2 separate regions of the Zea mays genome follow, and region 2 is linked to region 1. Evidence: chromatin contacts called from public Hi-C data. All regions are on one chromosome and are shown on one strand. Each heading gives the region's core, a stretch centred on a gene start, on an enhancer-like site or on the middle of the called end of the contact. The rest is flanking DNA. Distances are from core to core; before and after follow the strand shown. Region 1 holds the start of LOC100277042. Region 2 has its middle 3.8 kb from the start of LOC103645997.

Evidence for each region. A called contact is a pair of places that touch in the nucleus more often than the background predicts.
Region 2: a Hi-C map of leaf shows a contact between it and region 1, with 5 times the contacts expected there. The contact joins the enhancer-like site here to the promoter of LOC100277042 in region 1. A contact is called at or near these places in 4 of 25 Hi-C or Micro-C datasets (ear, endosperm, leaf and 1 more).

The regions. Positions count from the first base shown.
Region 1 is chr2:13,438,399-13,441,851 of Zm-B73-REFERENCE-NAM-5.0, forward strand. LOC100277042 reads left to right here and starts at 1,495. Exons shown (of 6, transcript NM_001150713.2): 1 at 1,495-1,739. It overlaps LOC100273828 (26S proteasome non-ATPase regulatory subunit 13 homolog A), which reads right to left and starts at 1,307. Exons shown (of 5, transcript NM_001148227.2): 1 at 931-1,307; 2 at 1-53.
Region 2 is chr2:13,543,487-13,546,939 of Zm-B73-REFERENCE-NAM-5.0, forward strand. No RefSeq gene overlaps it. Among protein-coding and RNA genes, the nearest start is that of LOC103645997, 3.8 kb to the left of the region's middle. Within about 2 kb of position 1,600, at least 18 of the 20 cell types and tissues checked have an H3K27ac peak or open chromatin away from gene starts, as enhancers often do. A contact at or near this core is called in ear, endosperm, leaf and 1 more, where this site is marked.

The DNA of each region.
Region 1 (3,453 bases), core at 245-2,744:
GTCTCAAAATCAGAGATGAAATGATTATAAAGATGAATCAGAGCATCGCCTGCCTGGATGAAAAGAAACACACACACACACACAAAGCGATCAGTGCAGTGGTGAAGACAGTATAAGGGCAACCAAACTGTTGATAAAAAGGTCTTGAAGTATATGTGGAATTTGGCAACATATATGTGGTGACCATGATGCAATTGCAGTGTGATAACTGAAAGTTTATTCACCAAGGAAGAAAAGTACCTATTAGCACAACGTTGATTAATAAGACTATATGTAATTTGTGCTTGAAGGGAAGTCATTCCATATTGCATAATATGTATTAATAACAATTAAGTCCAACGAACTATGATTCTGTACCAACACAAGTGAGCTAGTTTATGTAAGAAACAATTTCCACCGACTATTAGAGTTAGAAACCAAAGTTGTGAGCACAAGCAACCAGTATGTATTCACAATAGGCATTTATTTCTCAAGCCCAAGAGATAAATTAAAGATACATCACATTACAACAGCTATGACATGTTTACACCTAGAAAATGTAGTAGGTGTGTAGACAATCAAAACTATAGCTAGTTAGACAAGAGTATCTGTTATGTACGAGTAGTAAACTAAAGAAATTTAACTGTAGGAGTGTAGTAGAATTGTAGGAACATAATACGCAGGATTCAAACTATTGGTATGCACGCTTAGACACTATCGCATGATGATGACCTCTCAACATAATTCACACACGCAAACACCTCACCCATTTGAGGTTACCATCTACTCTGCGCGCTGCAGCGCACAGTATTGAACTTAAAAGCTAACGGTCACAAGTAAAAAGGAGCCAGGTAGCCCTAAACTGATCAAGCCGCACGCTGTACGCCAGAATACAACCGACTAGGGTCGGTAAACGAAACGAAACATCATTAATGATGGAATCATGCGGACCTGGACGACGGCGAGGGCGAGGAACTGCTCCAGCTTGAGGGCTGGTTTGGTGACCGGGGATCCCAAGCGGAAGAAATCCTTTTGCTATTCAAAATTGAATTGCAAGGGAATTCCTCCCCCATGGATCCCCTAGGGATCCCTAATCACCAAATCAGCCCAGGGTGAGCTGGTGCCATAGCTTTCGCTGGTACAGGTCGGCGAGCGCCGCGTACCATTCCGCGAGCTCCGGCTGGGTCGCGCCCTGCGCCTCCAGGAACTCCAACGCCGCTGCCATCGACAGCCAAAGTCCCCCTTTTCTTTCGTCCCGGCCAAGAAGACGAGCACGGGAAGAACCGAAGCACGAATGCACGACGGAACGATCTGCTCGGTCGCGGTCGGGCTCGCAGGCTTCGCAGCTTCTCACCGAGCCTGTATACACTTGTATACTTAGAAGGCCCAACACCACCCATAAGGCCCACAAGAGGCTGTAGCGAAGTTGGAATGGATCACTAGTAGAGTAGCACCAGAAAGGAGTACTCCACCAGAAAGATAGACACGTCCGCCGTCTCCGCTCCGGTTTTCGCTGTCTCGCTGCCGTCCTAGGTTTGGAGCCAGGTCACCGGCGCTAGGAGGGCGTGAAATCGAGTCGACGGTCGGCACTCGGCACTCACGCGTTCTCCACCTACTGCTGGCGCTCCTGTGAGGCGACGCCGGACCGGCCACCCCGCATGCGAACAGCGCACGGACCGGCCACCGGTGTGACCCCTCCATCCAAGGCTTCAGCTCCAGACCGAGCCGCCCCGCCAATCGCCGTCCGCCGAACCGCCTAGGTGAGCCGTGATCGTGAGTGTCCTCTGTCTCCAGTATCTTCTGTAGCTGTAGGAACAGACGGCTAGTTGATGTACAATTGTCCAGAGTAGAAACAGCTACAGAATTCCCTTCAATTTCTCTCCCAAATCCTGGCGTGAGCGCTATGGGAAGATGAACACGCGAGGCCGAATTAGGTGTATTTCTGTATTAGATGACCCAGTTTAACTTGACTTGGCTGATGGCAATGGCCGAACTGCCAAATAGCCCAAGCTGGAGCGAGATCGGTTCTTTTCAGCCCTTTCCGTTTGTGTCATCCAGTGTGAGCACCTCCCACTGATCACTTCATACTTCGAGCGCTGCCATAGCCATTGGTGAACATGAATTCGGGCCGCCGGCTTCAGCCATTGGGGGGTGGGTAAGGGAAAACATAGGGGGAAACGAGCTGGCTCATTGACTCTCTCCTGCGGCGGCCGCTAAATTTCATCCTCTAAATGAATATTTTATGTCCTTTACAACACTCTCTAAAAGATTCCGTTCTTTATTCTTTCTTCTCCATTTCCAGCAATGTCCTCTAAATTCGATCCTCTATATCTACGGTACTAACAGATTTCATAAATTACATTGTTTTTTAGCCATTTAGCGTACAAACAAAATTTTAATTTCATGTCATGAAAAAAACATGTTACAATTTTTTTTGTTCAACGGACAAATTATTCACCGTTCATAATTACGAACACAATTTACGTAAACTTTGAATTCTACATTTACTCTTTTTTGCACACAAACAGAAAAAAACGTTCGTGTGTGCCTCAATTGAATTATGGAGAACTTCAAAATTTTAAAATTCGTTACATACAGTAGACATCAATTAAGCTAATAAAATAGTTCCCACATTTATTTCTATATTATATTAATGTACGTCAAATGAAAAGATCGTTCATAGGTCATCATAAGCCTAAACAAAAGCTGTATTCATCCAAATGCAAAAAATGAATAGTACGGCGGAGGAGCCCATGGGCCACAGGAAGCAACGAACGAAGGCGGCGGAGGGGAGCGAAGAGCGTAGAGGACACTCCACATTTGGAGAACGTCGGCTGCCTCCGCTATCGTAGCGGGCGGTTTACAATGCATTGCTGGACGTATAGAGGAGCTCATGATCCGCTAAATATAGCGAACAGGACGGTTTGCAGGTCCTTGCTGGAGACAGGCACGAGCGTGGCCTAGGAGGTGAGGACCGAGAGGTGTCAAACCTACAAGTGCTGGCACAACAGCACACATGGTTGTCTCCTCCTTTCAAAGAAACGGTACAAACATCTATGTTCCCTGCACTAGTTGGAACTTTGATTTGTTGAATACTCAAGTTATGTTGGGTTCTTGGAAAAAAAGTGAGTACAAAATTAGATTGCTCATTAGCCAATTGCATAATTTTATAGATTTGAAGTGTCTTGAGTAGCAATTCATAGAGTTGCTTGGCCCCAAGTACCTAACGAAGTGCTAATGCTGATGCTATTGTTTATGAGGGAGAAGGGGAATCTGCTTTTGGTAAGCCCCATGTCAGATACTTGTTACATATTCACTTAAGTCCTATTTGGTACTTTGTATCCAAAGTTCCAGACTCATCAAGAAACCAGAGAAGCTGGAGAAGGCACGCTTATGTGGCTTCATCCTCGTAGTAAAAAAAAAAACTGGATGGAGTTCCTCTTGTGAAACCGTTTCTTAAGTTCACGTTTGAAG
Region 2 (3,453 bases), core at 350-2,849, 110 kb after region 1:
ATCATATGAAGAAATGTTCAAAATATAAAATGTACATCATGATGAGTTATACAAATTTGTAGTTGAAAACTTTTTCATTTGAATTATTTTACTGCTTTAAAATGTGATTTTTAAAATGTGTATGCAGTTGGCTTGATGTGAGACAATAAGCTAAACCCACGGGTTTTCCATGGGTTTCCACCCAATTACGGGTTGGTTTGGGATCAATAATGTTATTGGATGGGTTGGGTTTAACTTCCCTCTAGTATTTTTTGGTTGGGTGTGGGATGGATATCAAAGTAATTAGATTTGGGTATGGGTGGGAGTGGATTGGATTTTTTGCCATTAGCAGGCCTAGGTGGCAGTGCGAAAGCAGCGCTGGGCATTGTTGATCCGAGAGGAGGCAGGCACGGCAGATGATATGCTCCCGACAAGGGCTGCTGCCCGAAATCCCTTAGCTCAATCACGCTGGGACAGTGCGCCTTGCTGGAAAGGGTCTCCGTCGGCATTAGGAACTCTTCGTGGTAGATGGCCGGTGATGGAGCTGACGACCGTGACGGTGGAGACATCTTCTTTGAAGGCAGGAACTTTGCTGGTAGTAGGAACTCGGATCCAAGTGCATCTTCCTTCTTCGAACGCAGTGACGGCCTTGCTGGATCATTTGTGCCGCCAAACGGTATGTTTCAGACTTCCTTGAAGGCATTGAATTGTATGATTTCAGTCGTTGCCACGACATAGTTTAAATTATAATCAAATACTTGTAGAGTTTGACACAGGATCACGGTAATCTAAAACATGTAGCTTCTTGCAAGTGATACTCACCTCAACATGGCAGTGTTAAATAGCAAACCACCAAAATATAAACGATCAACATGATAGACCAATAGAGGTAGCATGTAGGAATGTGGTCCGGAGGCCCAAACACACACACACAAGTATAGATGAATTTGTTTTTTTAATTTAGCTTAGTTTACTGTATTTTAGCATTTGTTTGAAGAAACTGTTGGAGTATATACCATATTTCACCTCTATTTTTTTAACATGCCCCTAATAATAATGTTTTGGAAAAACTTTTTTAGCATCTTTCTAGAGTTGCTCTTAAACTATTTATCTTGAATGTCTTGGTTGGCTACTACACATTTAATTAGCCGAAGACTCCACACTCTTCGTTGTGCACCAAGGTATATATATATAAGCGAAACCATTTTTTATTAAGGAAAATATAGACGAAACCAATGTAAAGGGTGCTATTTATTTATTGTATTAGTGACGTCTTTTCCAGCTCTGTTAAAGAAGCAACATGTTAAAGACACAATAATTGAACAAACTTTCGCAATAGATGGTCTCGAGAAAGTTTGCTGCGATGTGGTACCAGAATATAGGTTTTGCCAAAACCATATGCCACTTGCCCACTTCCTCACCCAAAATTCTACAGTGCTCATTTTTTTTTCTCTCCCCCTTCTCAAGTTTTTCATTCCTGGTTTGGAGGATATACAGTTATACACAAATTTACCATTTCCATTAGCAAAGAAAGACATTGGGCTCAAGCCCAGCCCAAACCGATGGGATCGGTCGACACCAAGCGAGGCAGGCTGTGTAGGGCTTGGCATTTTAAACCCCATGAACCGAATCCGAACCCGAATAGATCGAATTGGTCGGTTTTTCGGGTTCGATCCACATATCGTACTTATTCGGTTATCGAGTTAGGGTTCGGTTTTTATATCGCGTAAGCCGAATGTAAAAAAAAAAGAACACACAACAGTCACCAGTCAGCCCAATAGCCACTTGCCCACTTAGGAAGAATATCCAACAGCGACGCCGCCCGAGACCATCACCATCCGCGCGGCGGAGATGCCCGAGGAAGAGCAGCGCTCGGGGAGAGGAGCGGTGGTGGATCCGTGGTAAGAAACGGACTGCCGTAAAATTACGAGGATTACTGCGGCTAAATCTGTCGTAGATCGTATAATTCCAAAGTTCAACTAATTATAATACTAAAATTTTAATTATTCTGTTTGAGATACCTATTTTCAGAAGTCCAGTATCGACGATATCACGGTTCCAAAAAAAAAAAAAGCTCGTCTCCCTGACCCTGACCGCACTACCGCAGCCCGCAGGCAGCCGAGACCGCCCAGGCGCCCACCAGCCAACCTAGAGCCTCTCCACTGCTCGGCCGCCGCCTGCCGCAGCCCGCCATCCACTGCTCCCGCCTCCCGGCGTCCGGCGTTCTGCTTCTGCGTAGGCGCGGCTGCGCTCCAGCTCCAACTCCGGCGTCCGGCCTACTGCTACTGCTCCAGCTCCAGCTCCCAGCTTCCCCCGCCCGCCTATGTCCAGCTCCAACTCCAGCGTCCGCTCTAGCTTCGGTGTACCGCTCCAACTCCCCCGCTGCAGCTCCGGCCACAACGCAAGGTACGCCCATCGGAAATTGCCGTGTCCTGATCGTGGATCTAATTGTTTTATCGGAAATGATTGGAATTCACATGAGTTAATGATATATATCTAAATTTTCAATCTTTTAATAGTATAGATACTATTATTCTGAAAAAAGAAAAAAAAATTAAGTCTGAACTGTTTGTGCTTCTTTGCCTCTTCCGCTGTTCAGAGTTCAGACTCCAGCGCCGTCTTCTTCACGGTCGCCTTTTGCGCTCCATCCCCTGGGCTTTCCGTCACGGTGGCCGCAGCCATGGTGGAGATGCGGCAGCGGAGGAAGCCGCTGGTCCTCGCCTCCACGCAGGCGCTCCTCGACTCGCTTCCGGGGGATCGCCCGCCGCCACCGCCGCAGGAGCCGGTGCGCCTTAAGGCCGGCGTCCTCCGATTCCCCTCCGGAGGTGGTGGCGCCGAGTTCGGGGAGCTCGCGTCTTTCGTCGGCATCCCTGCCCCCACTCTCCGACGGCTCGCGGTCGTCACGGGTACTCCTGTGAGTCCTCTAGTTTCTGTCATTTGTTTCGAATTGGAGAGTCGTGCTGGGAAATTCGATCGGTTAGGCTTCCACCTAATAATCTGTGTTGTTTGTTTGCCCCTTAACTTATTTAAGCTGGATTATATAATCTAGAGGGTAAACAAACATGGCCTTAGCAAGTTCATCTCTGACATAATTCAGGTGCAGCTTTTCGTGCTTAGATGGTAAATGGGTACTGTGTGGGATTCTGTTCTGTTCATTTTAGTGAAATATGATATGCATCTACTGATCTGCAGGTGCTTGTCAAGAATACTGACAATAATGTTGGGAGGATTGTCAAAGCAGTATTGTTTGGTAACCCGTCCCTTGACAAGTCCTGCTCAGAACATACTGACCAAGTGGTCTCTGGTCATGCAATGGGCTTCTTACCTTGTCGCACGTTCCCTGCTACTGGTTTTACATCCATGGATGAAGATGTTGGTTATGTTAGCCCACTTTTGGCATTCAACTTGGGATTGCCTGTTTCTTGCCTTAAACTACTTATTCAAAGAGAAGGGCAGCCTTTCAAGTTCTGTTCT